Regions from separate parts of the Ovis aries genome. Here regions 2 and 3 are each linked to region 1. Evidence: chromatin contacts called from public Hi-C data. All regions are on one chromosome and are shown on one strand. The core of a region is the stretch at or near the end of the contact, and the rest is flanking DNA. Distances in the headings are between cores, read along the strand shown.

The links. A called contact is a pair of places that touch in the nucleus more often than the background predicts.
Region 2: a contact with region 1 is called in a Hi-C map of omental adipose tissue, with 2.0 times the contacts expected there. The contact joins the enhancer-like site here to the promoter of KLF7 in region 1. A contact is called at or near these places in 3 of 16 Hi-C or Micro-C datasets (omental adipose tissue, skin fibroblasts and tail adipose tissue).
Region 3: a contact with region 1 is called in a Hi-C map of tail adipose tissue, with 5 times the contacts expected there. The contact joins the enhancer-like site here to the promoter of KLF7 in region 1. A contact is called at or near these places in 6 of 16 Hi-C or Micro-C datasets (hypothalamus, muscle, omental adipose tissue and 2 more).

Annotation. Positions count from the first base shown.
Region 1 is chr2:209,257,628-209,260,857 of ARS-UI_Ramb_v3.0, reverse strand. KLF7 (KLF transcription factor 7) reads left to right here and starts at 1,482. Exons shown (of 3, transcript XM_060410296.1): 1 at 1,482-1,982. The coding sequence starts at 1,881.
Region 2 is chr2:208,885,931-208,889,160 of ARS-UI_Ramb_v3.0, reverse strand. No RefSeq gene overlaps it. Among named protein-coding and RNA genes, the nearest start is that of FASTKD2, 27 kb to the right of the region's middle. Within about 2 kb of position 1,775, at least 3 of the 54 cell types and tissues checked have an H3K27ac peak or open chromatin away from gene starts, as enhancers often do.
Region 3 is chr2:209,577,414-209,580,643 of ARS-UI_Ramb_v3.0, reverse strand. No RefSeq gene overlaps it. Among named protein-coding and RNA genes, the nearest start is that of CREB1, 61 kb to the left of the region's middle. Within about 2 kb of position 1,498, at least 18 of the 54 cell types and tissues checked have an H3K27ac peak or open chromatin away from gene starts, as enhancers often do. A contact at or near this core is called in hypothalamus and tail adipose tissue, where this site is marked.

The sequences.
Region 1 (3,230 bases), core at 233-2,732:
TTCTGAATAAGTACCAAATTCTGCAATCATTCCAAAAGTGGAAGTTCAGCTCACAGTGCATTTTGGGGAAGCTTAAGCCACACTAACCATTTAAGGTCAAGCAAAGAACTGGTCAACCCCAGCAGCTGGCATAGCGCAGGGCTTTCAGCTGAGATAATAGGGTCTAGATCTATACATCTCTATACGTTAGGTGTATCGAAAACACACTCTGGGTCCTCCTCTCACCACCGCAGCTTGGCTGACACTTTATCTCCAAGTCACAAGAGGGGCCTCACGTTTTAAGACCCCAAACAAGTTGCCTGCTTCTGCCAGCACCTCACGTCTACCCGGATTCCCTCTATTGTCTTTAACAGACAATTCTTCTAATACGTCCCCTTCCAATTAACTCTAACTGGCACTCCGACCCTCGCCGGTCCCCAGAGCCGGGTCAGAGGGCTGGGGAGGGGGTGGGGGGCGCGGCGGCGCGCTCCGCGGCGCCGGCGGGCTGGAGGCGGGGCCTGCGCGCGGGGCGGGCCCCGGGCCGCTGTCTGCGCCCCGCTCCCCTTTGTTCTGCTCCATTGTGTGGCACTTCCTCCTCCGGCGCTTCTTCTCTGCACTCTGGTAGCCGGTGGGGAATTCGTGAAGGGGTTTTGGTGACTTTTTCTTTCCCCCCGCCTCCGGTTTATTTTTTAGGAAGTGTGGAACTCTTCTGCGCTGCCCCTCCCTCGCGGTTCCCCGCCTCCGGGCCTGGGAGGGAGGCGGAGTGGGAAGTGGCTGGCCCTCTTCCCCACGCCGGCTTCCTCGTCCTCCCACCTTGCTCTTCCTCCAGGAGGCATCCTAACCCCGCATTCTGGACTTTCACCTCCTGACCGGCCGCATCCGAGCCCGAATGGTTATACGCGACCCTCTCCCTTCTGAGGGGCGCCGGCTCCGGCCGCCCGGGGCTCCATCTGGCACCAAAGCGAAGGTCGAAGGCCGGAGTGCGGCCCGAACCCAGCCGCCTCGGCGTCCCGGGAGCCGGCGAGAGTGTCGCCGCGACCCTCCCCGTCCCTCGCGCTCACGCTACCGGGCCGCGGTGCGGCCGCCTCAACCCCCTTATATAGCCCTCTAAAAATAGCTCGCCTCGCACCGCCTTGTAAGGCAGCGGGGAGATTCGCAGCTCGCCAATCGGCGCCCGCCGCCAGGGCCGAGCCCCGCCTCAGGTCCCGCTCCGCGCTCCCCATTGGTCCTGAGTGACTTCATGAGCCCCCTATTTACCTTACATGGTCACACGCGGCCTAATGGACGCCCTCCTCCGAGATCCCACGGCTGCGCGGAGAGCGGGGCGGAGGGAGGGAGTTTGGGGAGGGGGAAGAGCAGGAGGAGGAGAAAAGGAGGAGGAGGGGGAGAGACTACAAACTAGCAAGGATGGGGTGGGGGGTGGGGAGGGAAGGAAAGGGGGGGGAGAGAAGCGATCGCGAGAAAAAAAAAAATGCAACCTCCCAAAATAAAGAGCAAAGATTGCATTAGGAGCGAACAGCGCTGCAGAAATAGATGGCAGCTTCGTATCAGTGAGTTTGCATCCCCCTTCCTGATCCACGAGCTGGAGTGATTAGAGCCCTGGAAGGGAATTGTTACTCCCGTGGAGAAGTCCCCTTTTCCTGGCAGCCGTCTGCACTGTACACGCTGGATGCTTCTCTCCATCCACCCCACTCAGTCTCTCCTCTCTCACCTCCTCTCTCCCTCTCTCCTGCATTGATTTTTTTTTTTTTTTTCCTTTTTAGTTGACTGAAACAAAACAAAACAAAAGGGCCACTGGATGTCTGCCTTCTTGGGGGGTGAGCCAGACAGACTGACAAACAAACAGACCCAACTGTGTTCGGGGGAGGGTTTCTCCTCCCGTTTTGCCCGGCAGCAGCAACATGGACGTGTTGGCTAGTTATAGTATATTCCAGGAGCTACAACTTGTCCACGACACCGGCTACTTCTCAGCTTTGCCATCCCTGGAGGAGACCTGGCAGCAGGTGAATGATTTAAATTACTTGTGTAAATCGTGTGGTGGCGGCGGACTCGCAGGGGCTGCGTTGGTGTGGGCTTGGGGTTGAATTTTTTTGTTTGTTTGTTTAATTTTTTACCCCCTTTTTGGCTGTTTGTTGTTGAAAATGTTTTCGGAAACAGTCATATGCTTACCTCTCCACCCACCCCCTAACCCCGTATAGTGTGCAGAGCTGAGCAGCCGGTCCGAGCTGCCTGCGTTTCAGTCACCAACACACATCCTTGTGCACATTTTGTTGGGCTCACAGTCCTCCAGCAGAGACCTGCCTAACTTCTGGGGTTCAGGAGGAGCCGGGTGGGAAGGTGGTTTGGGGCTTAACGAGCCATCGCAGACAGCTGCCGCGTCCCTACATGCACTAGCTGTACCTACTTGGTACCTTAAATCAGGTTCATCTCTTTCAACTGGTGCTGACGGCCGTCAGATGCGAGGGGGTGGGGGGTGGTAAGAGCAAAGCGGGGTGTTTTCCTAGTAATTAGCGAGTGTCAATAAAGAATAGGAACTTGATTTTAAGATTAGAAGGTGGGCAGGAGGACGAAGAACCCAGTTATAAAAGGTACTCAAGGATATCTTGGAAGAGGACGGGAAGATATATCTATCTAATGCTGACCATGCATTTTTAGGTTTCCCCAGTGCAATATCCGCGGAAAGAGATCACTCTCTGCCTGTGTCCTTGCTTCCCTCTTTCGTTTGGTGTCCCTCTCCACTCAGCACAACCTCCGACAAAGGGTGGTGTGTGCTTCCATGCCTCTGACTTTGTCTTAGAGGACTAGTTAAGAAACTCCTAAGATGCTGAAGGGCACCAATGCCAAGTTGGCTAGATGTCCCAGGGAGGGGGAAGTGGGGCTGGTGACAAGTTCACTGGGCTTTGTGAAGTGGAATAAAGAAAGTGCTGGTCAGTGGAAAGTGCCAGATCTGCTGCAGAAACAGTGGTTTTTCTCAGTAAGGATTGGGAGCTGCTGAGGGGACATTCTTCAGGAAAGATGGTGGATGGGGGGAAGGTGGAGGGACACGAGTATGCTTTAGTATTCTTTCAAAATTCTACAATGTGTATCATGGAAAGTCCAAGAAGACAATTCAGATTTGCACGGTGGAACTGTGAACGTTCACAATCCGTCTTGGAGAAACGTGCTTGCCCTTGGGGAGGGCTGCGAGAGGCTTGGTGTGTGGCTGCTCATGTAACTTCTCTGCTTCCTGACAGCAGCTTGTTAAGGCTAAT
Region 2 (3,230 bases), core at 526-3,025, 370 kb after region 1:
TTGTCTTTACAGATGAAGAAACCAAGGCTCTGAAAGTTAAAAGATTTATCCAGGATCCCAGATCAGGGCTATCTTACTCTTTCCACTATAAAATGCCGTGAGTTGTGCCTACATACTAGTGAGTCTGCTCATCTTAGTGACAATAAAGCAGAACATTCAAATATCACCTTCCAAAGAAGTCACCCTGAAGTCTGTACTATCTTTCCAATAACTAATGCTTGTAACATTTCTAGTATCTGTTGTGGGAAGTGCCCCAGAACTGTGAGCCGCATAACACAATCTCCTTATTTTAAATGCATGTCACACATTTAACAAAAACACAGCGGAGATACCCTGACTTCAAGCAGTGTGATTTTTTTCAGGCCCCTCCTCTGTATACTGTGATTGGGTATATCTTGGCTAGAGCCCAGGAATTTGTACTTTCACCAAGTATGCAAGTGATTGTAATCATTAGGAAAGTTTTAGAGATAGTGATGTAAAGACGAATGAGTTTTGGATCAGAAGGACTCAGGCTACAGATCTAGGTCTGTCTTTTTTCTAATTGTGCACTCCTGGGAAACCCATTTAAAGCTTAAAGCCCCTGAGCATCAGTTTCCTCATCTATAACATTAATATTAATGTTTATCAGCAGCTGCCAAAGAAACTGTGATAAGGATGAATGAGATTATGAGTATGAAATGCTAGTACAGCGCCTGGCACAGAGTAGGTGCTTAATAAATGCCATTTCTATTGTCACCTAGTCACCCACTCTCAATTCATCAAATTTATCCTCTGTGGTTTTTTGTTATTTCCAAAAATTAAGTCTACAGTAGAATATGAGGACACATAAAATATAATATAGTAACATGTACTTAATTTAAAAATAAATGACTAAAGATTTTCTTAGGAAAAATGATAGATGATTGATAGATGATAGAGACAAAGATATATAATGTTTTTTGGTGATTGTACTTATTTTTAAAATTTCATTATTAGAATATAATTACAATGTTGTGTTAGTTTCTGCTGTACAACAAAGTGAAACAGTTATATACATACATATATCCCCTCCCTTTTGAGCATCTCTCCCACCCCCCACCCCCATCCCACCCCTCTGGGTCATCATATAACACCAAGCTGAGCTCCGTGTGCTGTACAGCAGCTTCCCACTAGCTATCTAATGTAAACATGTACATATGTAAGTGTATACATATATACATGTATATATTTACACGTGTATATACATATAATGTATGTGTGTCAGCGCTCAGTGATATATAATCTTTAGGATACGGAAATGCTCTAGAAATACAAAACCAATATTTAAAACAGTTTGACACTCAAGAGAATAACAAGTTTCTGGCGGGGGGAGGGGGGGAGCAGGAAACAACATCTTGATACAAAAGGTAGAAGCAACCCAAGTGTTCAAGGATGGAGGAGTAAACAAAATGTGGTGTATATATCCAATATTGTGTATATATACAAGAGGATAGCATGTATCCTTAAAAAGGAAGGATATTCTGATACATACTGTAGTGAGGATGAACACGGTGGATATTACGCTAAATGAAATAAGCCACCACACAAAAGGACAAACGCCGTATCATTCCATTCATATGAGGTATGCATCAGATTCATAGAGACAGAGAGTGGAGATTGCTGGGAGCCAAAGAAAAGGGGTGGGAGTTACAGCTGAACAGGGGCAGTTTCAGTTTTACAAGCTGAACGGCATTCTAGAGATGGATGGTGGTGACGGCTGCACAATAAATAAGCAGACTTACTGACTGCTCTTGTGCTGTACACTTTAAAATGGCCAAGAGAGATGGCAGATTTTGTATATTTTACACAATTTCTTAAAAACTTAAAAACCTAGATTGATATCAAAATCACAGTGGAGGTGAAATTGAGAAAAGTCTTGTTTTCTGTTTGTTGTTGCTCCGTCGTGTCCAATTCATTGTGATCCTTTGGACTGTAGCCCACCAGGCTTCCCCCCCCATGGGATTTTTCAGGCAAGAATACCGGAGTGGATTGCCATTTCCTCCTCCACATCTCCTGCCTCTCTCGCATTGCAGGCAGATTCTTTCCTGCTGAGCCATTGGGGAACTGTCTTGCTTGGTTTGTTTTTCTAGGACAAAGAGTGCCATGTGAGATTCTGTGGCTTAGGAAAGCATATGGTGCAACCTTTTAAAAATGATCGAGTAAGTTCTCAAAAGGGTGACCTTCTTTGGTTGCCTCTGCTTTTCTTTTTAAAGCGTCGTGTTTACCCAAGATATATTGTTGGGCAAGATAGGAGGTTAAGACTAGAATACTTGTTCTGATTTTACTACCTCAGCCCAGGAGAGTGCTTTGAGAAGAATGGCTGTGGATCAGAGCACACCCTAAGGAAAACTTGGAGCAAGTGGTATCTGCAATCTTAAAATGCAAGGGTCTGTGCAGAGTTCAGCATGGCAGGGATGGGGGAGGGTGCCCGTGCAGCTGAATACAGGGCAGGTGCATCAGGGGCACAGCCTGTGGATTGCTCTGCGTGGGACGGTTTTCACTATGGCCTACAGCAGCAGTGGAGGCTACTTCATGTGAACCTCAAGCTGGAGAAGAGGGCATTGCCCCTCCCTTTCAATTATCTTCAGCTGACTTTCTTCAAGACTAGCATTTAACATGGTAGATGAAATATGTTTCAATGAATGTGACATTGAAGCAATTCAAAGATCTCAAAATATGATAGCATTGGCTTATTGTCTAACTTAAAAGCTGTGACAAGATGAAAGCCTCCCTTCACTGCATTTTTTTTTTTAGTAAAAATATGAACAAATTTCCCAAGACAATTAGGCAAAAGTTTGAGGCTATTCTTCTTTCTCTCTTTCTACACTAGGATTGAGGGTCCTAGTGTAGAGAAACTGCCCAAGATGGAACTGGCAGGGTTGCAAAATGGGGAAGTATGGGGAAAATTGGGTAGAAGGAGAAAAAAGTAGAAAACAAAGTCAAGTTGGCTGATTTTGCCATTCATCTGCCAGTGAAATTTTATTGCTGCCTGGAGGAACCTCCTGAGGGTGACGCACATGTAAAACCAGTTGACAGTATATGTGGATATTCCTAGTGGGTCTTAGTTACATGATATATGTCTGTTACCTTGAGTGAAACTTTTCAGGGCAAAATTCAGAAAGTGTTAAAAAATGGTATCCTATTATGTGTGTGTACATACACCAAATGCATTATATATACTATATGAATACTATATGTGTATGTATATAAAA
Region 3 (3,230 bases), core at 249-2,748, 320 kb before region 1:
CCGAAGGAGCTGTGGTGGATTTTTCTGTTTTTAATGGAATGGATTGCTAACATTTAAAAGTCTGGAGTGATCACGTGAAATTTCTCACTGATCCAGCTTCATTCACACATATTACTGGCTTGGCTTTTGGATGCTCTGGTTGATGTCCTTCCCTTGGTCCTCCCATCTCCCACTGTCTATTCATTATCATTCAATGATATTAAAAACTGCCAGCAAGAACAGATGAAGGGAAGGAAACTCTGTTTTCCCCCACGTTGCAGAAGATGATTTTGCTTAGTCCTAACAGCACTGTCTGAGTCTGTTATCTGAGCAATCTGAAACCCTTAGCGCTGCAATTTAATCTAATTTGTTTCTTTTGTCAGATTTCATTTTGAGGTAGAAGCCTTTGAGAGACTAGGAAAGGGCATTTCCTATGGGAAATTTGGTTTCATTCATTCCTAGGTGGCAGGTTGGGAGGGGGATGGGGTCAGAACTGTCAAACAGGGGAGGACATCTGGGGTCTGATGGTAGAACAAAAAGTCCCGAGGGACAGACAGAGGACAGTCACGCTGTGGCATCCTTTCTTTTTCCTCCCTCCACCCCTACATGCCAGGGTTTTCTTATTTTTAGTTTTAATCTTGGGAAAAATGACTGATTTCTAAAATGAGGTTTAAAAGGTTATTTCTTCACAGCAGGAGGCTAGGGTGAAGTTTTGCTCTCCCCAGGAACCCATGGGGGAATTTAGCCATCCTCTCCTCTGATTTCTAAAACTGTACTAAGTTATCAAAGAAAGCCACGGCTCATTTATCCAGCCCTTTGCAGTTAAACATACAGGGACGGGTGCGTATGTTGGAATAGCTCTCGGGGTGGCAGCAGACACTCAGAATGGTGTTTCCACTGAACAATGCATTTCAGCTCATTGAAAAACACAGCACATCGAAGGGCTGCGGCGAGAACACTTTTCAGACTATAAATCGGGGCTGGAGGAGTTGCTTAATTAAATCAGTCCTGAGGTTACAGGAAGGAAAAGCAAACCTCTCCCTCCCAGAGTTGACCCGTTTCAGGTTACATGGCAGCTGGAGAACTTGGAAATGTGTTAGTAGGACTAACATCAATACACCAGAACGAAGCACTTCCCTGTCCAGCTGACGGGCGAGAAATCGCATGTAGAGACAGATGACGGCTCTGACTTTCCAACTTCATTCTGTGGGCAGGAAACACACATGAAGATGGCCAGAGAGGCTGAATCGCTGTTCCAGATTACAGTGCCAGGGACAGACTCTTTTTTTTAAACAGGACTTATTTCTGCAGAATCCTGTTACCCACCAGCAGGCACTTGGGAAACCTCAAAGTCGATCCTGTCTCAGAACTCTGTTTTGAAATGGTAAATCTTTCATTAAAACCTACCAGTTTATGAATTAGGAAACCTGGTCAGAATTTGAGATCCTAGACCCATGGAGTGTGCCACAAAGGAGAGCCCGTCCACACAGAAGGGACAATGAGCAGATGGTTAGTGGGGCTGTGGTACTGAGGATGTAACCAGCTCAGCAGGGCGCCCGCAAGCCCAGTGGGTCCCTGCTTTCTCACTAAACTCTCTCTGAGGTTCATCTGCTAAGTGATCATTGTTCTTCTTCCATGGCCTCCTCTCTCCACATCTCCCCAAACTTAAGACAGGCTCACAAGTCTAAAAAGAAAAAGAGCAGGATGTAAATGTGAAGCCACAGCATTTCGTTTTAGCCAGCAGACAAGAAGGCAGAAGACATAACTAATTCAGTCTAGGCAATCAGTGCAGGACTCAGTGGTATGCCCAGTCTGGAGCACACGGGCTCTGGTGATGAGTGTCATGTGTGAGGGGAATAAAGCTTTTTTCCACCCTCATAGTGTTCCTGCTGGGTCTGAAAATTAAACCGATGCAAAGACTGATGAACAGGAGAAAAGCGTACACATTTATTTGTTTTCTGTGACACGAGAGTCTCCATAAGGAAGTGCTACTGCTAAGTCGCTTCAGTCATGTCCAACTCTGTGCGGCCCCATAGATGGCAGCCCACCAGGCTCCACGGTCCCCGGGATTCTCCAGGCAAGAACACTGGAGTGCGTTGCCATTTCCTTCTCCAATGCATGAAAGTGAAAAGTGAAAGTGAAGTCGCTCAGTCGTGTCTGACTCTTAGCCACCCCATGGACTGCAGCCCACCAGACTCCTCCATCCATGGGATTTTCCAGGCAAGAGTACTGGAGTGGGGTGCCATTGCCTTCTCCAATAAGGAAGTGAGGACCCCCCAAAAATGGTTAAAACTGAGCATTTCTTAAAATAATTTATTCTTTATTTATTTTTGGTGGCACTGGGTCTTTGTTGCTGCTTGTGGGCTTTCTTTAGTTGCAGTGAGCAGGGGTTCCTCTCTAGTTGCGGTATGTGAGGTTTTCATTGCGGTGGTTTCTCTTGTGGTGGGACGCAGGCCCTAGGGCCCGTGGGCTTGTGGGCTTCAGTAGTGGGGTTCAGTAGAGCACAGGCTCTGTATTTGTGGTGCCAGGGCTTAATTGCTCAGTGGCATGTGGAATCTTCCCGGACCAGGGATGGAACGGGTGCCCCTGAATTGGTAGATGGATTCTTAACCGTTGCACCACCAGGGAAGTCCCAAACAGAGTGCTTTTATAGCAGATTGGATGAAGAGAGATGGGACGGAGAGATATGATGAGGTGAGGGCTTCCCAGGTGACGCTGGTAGTAAAGAACCGCCTGCCAATACAGGAGACATAAGAGACAGGGGTTTGATCCTGGGGTCAGGAAGATCCCCTGGAGTAGGGCATGGCAACCCACTCCAGTATTCTTGCTGGAGAATCCCATGGACAGAGGAGCCTGGCAAGCTATAGCCCATAGGGTTGCAAAGAGTCAGACACAACTGACTTAGCAGAGCACACATGATTAGGTGAAGAGAATGAGCTGAATGTAGTAACTGGGGCATATGGCCAGGCCTTTTGGGTGGGATGCTTTCCATCTCAGGTGATAAGGATGCTCCTCTCCTCACTCCAGGTACAGGGAGGGCACCTGTCACATGACGCTGTGACCTCCTTCAGTGAGATGCGCAAGGGAAGGAGGCCAGAGAGTCTTCCCTGCACCTACTGTTTGCTCACATTCCATCAGCTGAAGACACTCAGTATATCAAGGTGCTGGTTTGAGGGCAGCGTGTCCGAAACTCCATCAGTCATGATGTGAACTTGCACGCGTTACCACCCTCCCCTCACATCTATTGTCAT